3 separate regions of the Drosophila melanogaster genome follow, and all the other regions are linked to region 3. Evidence: chromatin contacts called from public Hi-C and targeted proximity ligation data. All regions are on one chromosome and are shown on one strand. The core of a region is the stretch at or near the end of the contact, and the rest is flanking DNA. Distances in the headings are between cores, read along the strand shown.

What was found. A called contact is a pair of places that touch in the nucleus more often than the background predicts.
Region 1: a contact with region 3 is called in a Hi-C map of the Kc167 cell line, with 5 times the contacts expected there. A contact is called at or near these places in 1 of 107 Hi-C or Micro-C datasets (the Kc167 cell line) and 1 of 7 datasets of targeted methods (the Kc167 cell line).
Region 2: a targeted proximity ligation map of the Kc167 cell line shows a contact between it and region 3, with 7 times the contacts expected there. A contact is called at or near these places in 4 of 107 Hi-C or Micro-C datasets (embryo and wing imaginal disc) and 1 of 7 datasets of targeted methods (the Kc167 cell line).

Annotation. Positions count from the first base shown.
Region 1 is chr3L:18,813,021-18,815,825 of dm6, forward strand. All of the region lies in intron 2 of CG14073, which reads right to left. Among named protein-coding and RNA genes, the nearest start is that of CG14073, 6.3 kb to the right of the region's middle.
Region 2 is chr3L:18,757,853-18,761,070 of dm6, forward strand. The region is part of intron 3 of ftz-f1 (ftz transcription factor 1); the gene reads right to left. Among named protein-coding and RNA genes, the nearest start is that of lncRNA:CR45938, 5.4 kb to the left of the region's middle.
Region 3 is chr3L:17,956,738-17,959,965 of dm6, forward strand. Eip75B (Ecdysone-induced protein 75B) reads right to left here. Exons shown (of 8, transcript NM_001259893.2): 6 at 2,645-2,883. Among named protein-coding and RNA genes, the nearest start is that of lncRNA:CR45393, 11 kb to the left of the region's middle.

The sequences.
Region 1 (2,805 bases), core at 176-2,675, 860 kb after region 3:
ACAATAAACAATACAGTGTACTATCAAATGAATGTACAGAAATTGGGTTTTACCATAAAAATGTTATTGTATTTTAAATCATTCTTTCAATTTGGTTATTAAAATAACCAACAAATGATTCATGACAGTTGATGAATAGGTGTATAGATGAAAGTTGTGTAAATGCTCATTAAAGCAAAAGAAACTTCGATAAAGATTTTCATTAGTAATGATGGATTGCTTAATTTATTGTGTATAACTTGCTCCTTTGGCATTATCATTCGCTAACAAATCTCAAAGAAATTTCAAAATGTTTAAACCTACAAATATTATATGTACACAAACCTAATGAATTTATAATACGAAAATTAGCATTTTAATGATCAGGCTTCGTAAGTATTTTTCAGTTTCCCTTATTTTTATGGGAATTTACGGGAACCCCAAGTTCCGCATAGAATTAATGAGGTATTTGTTTCTTTTTTTACATACATAACTAAAGATAATGACTGTTAATCCTCTTATTTTTTGAACATAGTATACAGCAACAGCTGTATAATATAATATTTAATATAATAATATAATATAATATTTGATTATATAAATATATAATTCTATAAACAGTGTACACAGTGTAATTTAATTATCGAAGAATTCACAATTTCATTTTCAATGCTTGCCAGTTACATTTAAATAAAAAAGGTCATTAATATTGATTATAAACAAAACAGTGCACACCAAATACAGAATATCAATAAAATCGTACGAATTTTACAACTGTATCTGAAAGTTTTTCAACACCGGTTGATCACCGTGATAAGTTAAATGGATTTGGTTTGATTTGTATTTGCATATTAAGATGAACGGTTGAGACGTTGAGATACTTTTGTGTAAGTCGAAAGAGAATGAAGACGAGTGCCAAAACTCGAGCAGATGATCGTCCAAATGATTATGATAATGATGGCAGAACGAACACATGATCATTGAGATATTTTCTCCTCACCATGCTGGCAGCTATTGTTGTTGTTGTTGTACGCCTTTGGGGGCCAACAAAACGCACAGATAAATTAGTGAGTGGATCGTTGTTGTGTTTGCATCTGTTTACTCTTTTGTTCGTGTGTGTTGTTTTTGTTGGCTTGTATCTGTATCTTGAAGTGCGCTTGTTTTGTATCTGTATCTGTAGAATTAATGTCGCCGCCGCAAAAAATGTTGTAATACACATAAAACGCGGTGAGCGACAAGGACGGAGCGAAGCCGTTGACGCGCTGCTATCTCGGTCGCACACTGGCTGTTTGCATTAAGATGATGTCAAAATCAAATAAACAGAAGCTAAAGAAACAACAAGAAATCAGCAAGTAAGCGGTACAATTTAAGATAACAACAATGTCAACGACTGCCGCCCTCTCTTTCGCACCGCCCCCAACCCCTCTCACTCACTCATCCACCTAATGTGCACACGTTTTTTTTTTACATTGTCGTGCTCTCTCTCTCCTTCTTCAACGAACGAAACAACAAAGCGAGCAGTGACAAAAACAACAAACAGCAGTTGTCGTGCTTCCCTTGTTGTTTTTGTCAATTTCATTTCAATTTATTAGCATTTTATTTGCAGTTGTTGCTGCCTTTTCATTGCCGCAAGTTTCGTTTTATTTTGTTGTACTACTTGGCATTTTTTTCCTGTTCATCGGTTCTGTAATTGTTTTATTGTTGTTGCTGCCCCTTTTTCATTGCTTTTTGAAGTCAATTTGTCATACAATGATTTAATTGCCCGAAATTATGAGTTGTGAAATGCGTACATGAAGAAGAGGAAGCGCAAATAGATACCTTTAATGAAGAGATATGTATGTATGTATGAACACAGTCAAAGGAATTGGTAACAAGTTAAAATTGGCAAGGAAAGTTGGGCGAAAAGAAGGAAAGAAAGAAGTTAAGTGGGAAACATAAAAAAGTTTAACGAATTACATCATTTTTAAAAAATTTGCACACGACTTCAAAGCAAAAATGTGGAATTGCAAACAATGCAAAATATAACTCCAGTTTAAAAAAGTTTGTAATTAACTAGCGTTAAATTTTATTATTTTCTACTATATTTCCAAAGTATTTATCATTTATTGCTTAAGAACATAAATAAAGGATATTTAAACAAAAGAACGACTGTTGAGTCAAATATTTGTCTTAAATATACAAGAGTTTTTATAAATAAGTATGCATACTTATGAACATTTATGACTAATAAAACATACAAATGCAAAAATATATTTCTGAGTCATCAATACTAAGGTCGCTGCTATAATTAGCATATATCTTAAATGAACAAAGCATATTGCATTGAAAATGGAATGTATGCACAAAATTCCTCTTATGTGAATTGTATCCATCAAAATGTATTTCTTATTTTAAAACAAATTACTTTTTTTTAAAAAAGAATTGAAAACACTAGTAACTAGAATTCCCACCAATTACACATACTTTTGCAAGTAAGTTGACATAAAATTGGACACATTTATTCAGTGAATCGTTAAAATATAACCCAAATTTCACACCTAGTAGTAGCGTTCCCATTTTCTCATTTCCATTCGATTCAATTTATAAGGTAACAAATGCCATTATATGAAATTAGATCACGCTAAACGAGTGACACAAATTCCATTTGCATTGCATGCGTTGTGATTATTGTCATTAGAGTTACTTCAGTTCCGTTCTGCTTTCTACTTGACAAACTAATCAGGAAAATTATGAAATTGCATGGGAAGGCAACAGACGACGAAGAAATATAATATGATAACGGTCTTTGCTAAGATGACATATGAATGAATTTAGTTAGAGGAATTA
Region 2 (3,218 bases), core at 314-2,813, 800 kb after region 3:
TTTCGAGAGGGGTTAAGTGGTTCAATTTGTATGCGACAAAATTGTTTGTTGAAAGTTATTCCCACCTTCCGGCCCTTCCTTTTTTTTCACCCTTTCTTTTATTTTTTTTTTGGGAAATTTCTCACACAACGGGAAAATCAATACGAGGCCTGTCACTTGCCGTTTTTGTAGGCGTTTTAGAGTATTGCCTTTACTTTTAAAGCTGCTCGCAGCATATGCAATTCGGTAAACACTAATTTGGCACCAGTGGTGCGTATACGTTATTTTCTGGTATATTTTTCAGCCTAGCGGATGTTGGGTGTGTGTGTGTGTTTTAAATTAATGACTAACTATTCCACTGCTACAAATTGTTTTGAGTTTACAAATAGTTAGTTAATCGATAAGTGGGAATTGTTATAAATATTGTGTATACGTAACGTAGCATTAAGAATATCAAAGTTAATTATAATAATATAATAATAATAATAATAACTATAATAATAATAATAGTTACTATTATGTAAAAGATTGTTTAATTTTTGGGATAGTAATTTTCAAGCTTTTGGCAAAGAAAGAGCATTTAAGGATTAAGGGCAATAAATAATAAATACTGCCGTCTTTCCATAACTCACACCTTTCCCCGTTCAATAAAGCATATTACTTTTAGATAAAGAAAACAACAAACCATTACGTTTTTATTGAGAAACGAATGTAGTTATGCATAGAACGTGTCGTATACGTTATATTAAGTATACGCCTCGTATTCTTTAAACATCCATTATTATGATATTATTATTATGATTGTTCTTAATAGAGTGTACTTAATTCCATTCCTTATCCATAATAGATTAGTATTTCCGTGAATAAATGATCCTATCATTACTATTAATCCCTGCGATTATAACAAACAATTTGTTAACCAAAATAATTCCACTTGGCAACAAAATGAAGCAAAACTCCCAATTACACACGACAGCAGCAAAGAAATCCCTATTGACCCTACCTCCGTAACAAAAAACATATGGCATTCGAGCCATGTGAGTCATGTTACCCAGCTAAGCCGAAAGTCTCGCTGGTCTTTATAGCCCCCTGAAATAAAAAAAAAAACACTCAAGTCACAAAATCCAAAAGCGGCTAAAAATTGCCGCAATTATAAAGACCAAAGCCAAAGCCTGACTGGGAGATATAGTCGGCGGTAGCTGGGAAATCGGTGGGTGAACTGAGGGGGCTGGCGGGGAGCCGGCGCTGACGAAAGAGATTTCATCAGAGGCAAACGGAAGGACGGAACGAGACGAAACGGAACGAAAAGAGGCAAAAGGCGAGAAACGACGACGACGACGACAACGAAGCGAAAATGTTCGTAATAATTCAGTGAGTATTAAAAATAAAATTCACTCGCACACACACACACACATACAGCCATAAGCGCACATCACACTACATGTTGCATTGATTACACACTTACACGCAGCAAAACGACGAGAGAGGCAAACATTTTGTCGTATCACGTGCACACACACCAGCGCACAGTGGAATCTAGGTCATGAGCGCAAGAGATGGCACTATGGGCCAAGTACACGAAGGCGGAACTGAGATGGCGATACATTGATATACGTATGAGTGAGTATATTGCACACACGTTGTTTTTGCGGCCTCTGTCGCCGCCGCCGTCGCTGCCGACTGCGCTGCCCCCGCTGACTCAAGTGATTTAAATGTGTGGGTGACCGGAGAGCCGCTTGAGGAAATGTGCCTGTGTGTGTGTGAGCGAGTGCCACAAGACAACAAGTAAAACTCAAATGAAAAACGAATTTGGTTCGAGCACTCGTAATTTTGATGGACAATATTTGTTGGTCATGTGTTTTCACCGAGAGCCAAAAGGGAAATGAAAATAAGCGGAAGTAAGCCAATCCCTTTAGAAATTAGCAAGTGCAACTTGATAGATTTAAATGAAATTTAGCATGCATTAAAATAAAAAAAATATCACAAAATTTACATTTGATATAAAATTAAAATAATTGTTTTACAATGTTGTTACAAAATGTAAGTCAAAATATATTTGGTAATTTTAATGTTTAATGTAAAATGCATTTCTTGGATATAATATTTTCTTATTTTATTATATTTTTCTGATTCAACAACTTTTTTGAAATATGGAAATAAAACTTGAATGCACCTAGTACACTAATGGAAACTAATGGATCCTTTTCGTGCAATAATTACTCAGTACTGTTTAAAATAAGAAGAGAATTCCCTGATCTTACAATAAAAACCACAATATTCAATTACATTTTGTAGCATTTATGTACAAATAAATAACAATTTATCTAAGGCTCAAAAACTCCACCCAAAAGCAATTTCGGCGTCCGGCAATCACAATTTTCACGCTTTTCACACTTTGCATAATAATTTCCACAGTTTGTTTGACGCTGCCCCACAAACAACACAACATGTGGCAAGTCAAGTGAGCGTTTCAAATGATAAGTAACAAACAAAAAAGAAAAACAGAAACGCAAAACAAAAATTGCTCGTGCTAGTTTGAATCCAGTCCACAAAAGCAGTCAGTCAGGAAAAATCTATTACAAAATGCAAACAATTTTTGAAAAGAGAACAGCGTAATCAAGTACAAGAGAAGCACATATTCGTTCAATAGTTAAAGTTTTAAAAAAATACAGAATCTCATTTGCTACTGTACTTCCTATTATTTATAAATTAACGTAAAAGAAAACAAATGCAAAATATGGAAAGTCCTTTGACAGGTTTATGGAATTGCTTATTAGAACAAACATTAAGATATGATACAATTTTATTATTTGTTATTTTATTAACGAAAGACCCTACACGTTATGTTCCTTATTTAAAGTGCGCCCTGTAAAAAAAAAAGGCGAGAGAGCTTCACTAAGTCTCTCTTTTTCCGTTTGCCGCTTTTTTGTGTTTTGGTTTCGAGCTTTGTTTTTGCTCCCTGCTCTGCTATGCCCTCCCCCCTACCCGCTCTCCACTCGCGGCTCTCTCGCAGCAGCGACGCAGGCAGAGCCTTGTTTTGTGGGTGAGGGCGTGGAATTCTTTTGGGACCGGTGCATGCTGCACTGGCTCTGAATATATGTACACTTGGATCCACGTATATATGCATTTATGTATGTGTATTTGTAGATGGGGTTTCAAACATATATGTATGTATGTATGTATATATGGCAGTACATATGGCAGTACATGTCTGTGTACTACATATATTCGCAGCACAT
Region 3 (3,228 bases), core at 399-2,898:
CATCCGTAGGCTACATCCCCCATAGTCGAGAGCTTTTGCCGCTGACATTAGCAGCCAAGGTCGACGAACTAGAGTTCAAGGTTCCGGATTGTGTGCTGTTACTCTATGGTTGTTATTCTTTTTCCTGCTTTCGACGCGTGTTTTTTGTATTTCGCCAGCGGAATGAGGTGGAAAAAAAGGGGCGGGGTGTGGGAATTGCTCAGCGTCTAAGCCGAGCGAATGTGCATGTTATTTCGCCATTTGGCTTTCCGGGTTTTGAGTTACACGAACATGCGCCAAGTGCCCCAGACAGCGAACGTGCCACCCCACGCCCAACCACCCCCTCCCCGTGCCATCTATCATCATCATCTGCCCACCATTGTTTTCAGCGACTTGGATTTTAATTTACGTTTGATTTCTTTCATGTGTGCTTCTCGCTTTTTACTTGCTACGTTCTGTTTCAATAAGCACACGTTGTGCTGTCTGCCGCCGAATCTCTTTTCTGATTCGATTTTCGTTTGATTAACCTTGAAAATGTGTTTTCTTCGCGCAGAAACATAAAAAAAAGAATGCCATAGAAACGCGCTCGCACGAAAGAGAGAGGGAAAATAGCAGCCGGCAACCGGCAAACTGATTTTCGCCACATTTTCTTTTTGCCGGCGCTTTGACGTCGTCGTATCATTTGATTTTCCGCCACGAAAATATTTCTCATCTGCGCAAAAGCGGAAATAGTTTGCGAAAAATACTAATGAGTGTGTTGTGTGGGGGGGCTATTTATGACTCGACTCCCGCTACCCGAATTGCCTTTCCTGACATATCACAAGATCCCATAACATCCCATCCGATTCGATTCGACCTTCAATTGGCGTTAGTGTGGCCTTGAGTTTTTGCCAAAAATAATTCGCAGAACTCATGTACCGGCTGATATGGACAGCCACAGATTGAATAATCTTTAGGGCTAATCGTTTCGCTAGAGGAATTTCTATTTCGGTTCCGAATTCCGAATTTCACCGAGATCGTAGCGCCTTAGCCTCACCTTGCACCGCCGGCGAATCTTCCGCCTTCCGTCATAAACTGAATTGCTGACATTTTGCATATTACGACGCTGTCTAAATGAACCACCTGACAATTTTACAGATTGCTCTCACTGTATCTGTATCTGTGCATACATGTACATAGATATGTATATATGTGTATTGCAGTTTTGTGACGCCGTTTGTCTGGCATTCGCTTCCTCATACTCATGACATTTTATGCATATTTTTTGTGCCATTATTGTTTACTCATATATAGTGGAAAATATGAACTGCAAACAGAGAAAGAGAGGGAAGCGGATCCGCTCATTTCGCTCACTCCAAGGTTAAAAAATAACTTGCTCCAAGGTCGCTGTTCTATACTACACATAGTACTTCTTAAACTTGTCGATCGCATTTGATTTCCTTTCTTTCCTCCCCAAACACCAAATCAAATTTTAACTTTTTTAGCCTTGCACTTGACTCTGACTTTGTGCCAATGTTTTTCCCATTTTTCGTTGTGCTCGTGTCGCTTTTAAATATTTTAATAATAATTTATTTAAATGGACAACGCATGTGTCTGGCCAGCTCGCTTGGTCTCTCTCTAATCCTGTGCTATCCCTCTCTTTCCCACCGTGATAGCAGCCGATGCTTGTGTGTGTGTGCTTTCATTAATAATGACGCTACGCTTGACCTTGAGCTTTAGAACTTTGTTTGCGTACTTTGTTGTTGCCGAGAGCCGGGACACGTTTTTTTTTTGTTATATAGCACTTTTCTTTATCGCTTTTGGTTATGGTATGTGAAATGATTTTTTTGGGCTATTATTTACAGCGCCGAATCTGTACTTCCTCTATTCTCCACCACGATCTATTTGGCCACAAAAAAAAAAAAACCAAGTGACGTCGATTGTAAAATAAACACTTTATGGAATTTACAAAGTAATCACAGAAATAAACGATAGCTAGCATTCATAGCATTCATCATTTAGCTGTCAGGGGAAACGTCATAAATCTGACATTGACAAGCTTTTCGTCAAGAACTTGACCCCAAACTTGCCACTTCAATGGCCACGTTTGGAGGCCCCGCAAGAATCGCCGAAGAGCGAAGACTCTGAAAAGAGTGGCTCGTAGACGCGTCTACGTGTGGCGCTCGATTTCCTGGTTTAGAATCGTGCAAACAGGTTCACCTTGGCGCATGACTAACGCCGGCAGTAGGCAGTAACCAGTAAGCCAAGTTGCCAGTTGCCAGTTGCTAGTGAGCAAAAGGCAAAAAGCAGTTACTAGCTAGTTGATATTGTTTTGCTGATCTATGCATGTCAACAGAAGTCGGCGGCCCGGAAATGTGACTTCGCCTACGCCGTAACCTTTGGCGGTCAATTAATAACGTACTGATTGTCTACATAGGGCAGCTGCTAGACATTTTCATAATTTTATGGCCAATGGTTATTTATGATTGTCTCTGTAAATGGAGTTGTAAAATCTCCACAATATATGCTTGTTTGTTCTACTTGACCGGATGGTAATAAATTAAAAAAAAAAACCATAATATTGTAATGATTTGCTGCTCACGCTAAAAATCTGACAATATCCTATTATAGTTTCTTACATTTTCTATCTATATTTCCCACTTTGGGAACTTAGGGTGAGACTTACCAGAAGTGTGGGCATGGAGTAGGAGGGGCAATCCCGCGCCCGCTGCCGCATCGCCGAGACCTTCTCCTTGGTGAACTCACAGGTCTCGAGGTGGGCGCGCAGCACGGCGGCGAGGAGGCGTGGCTGGTCATCCAGCTCGGTGGCGAGGGCTCGCTGCTGGCCGCGATTCTGGGTGCTCTGTTGCATGGCCGCCAGGATACGCGCCTTTTCGCGCTTCGGCACGCGTCCAAAACGCACAGCTGCAATTGGAAAAAGGACACATTCGGTTAGTTTTCGGCCTTGTAAGCGGTGCTTAAACCTAAACTTGAGCATAAAATTATGGGCCCCATCAATTACACACTTCACTGCATTGCGTAGCAGGTGCAACGTACAGCTGTTGTCCTGTTGTCACGCAGGAAGTGCCCCGTCTTCCCCTGCCATATTTACAGCCCTTCGAAGTGGGTCAATGCCTCAGCTGCCTCTGCGTTTCTGTGTTTCTTCAGTCTGTCAGTCTTCGGTGTTCAGTCTTCTCTCCCCTGTTACACTTTCTCTTTTTTTAGATTTTTAATTTCTGCCTTTGGCTGCAACCGAAAAATTTGTATGTG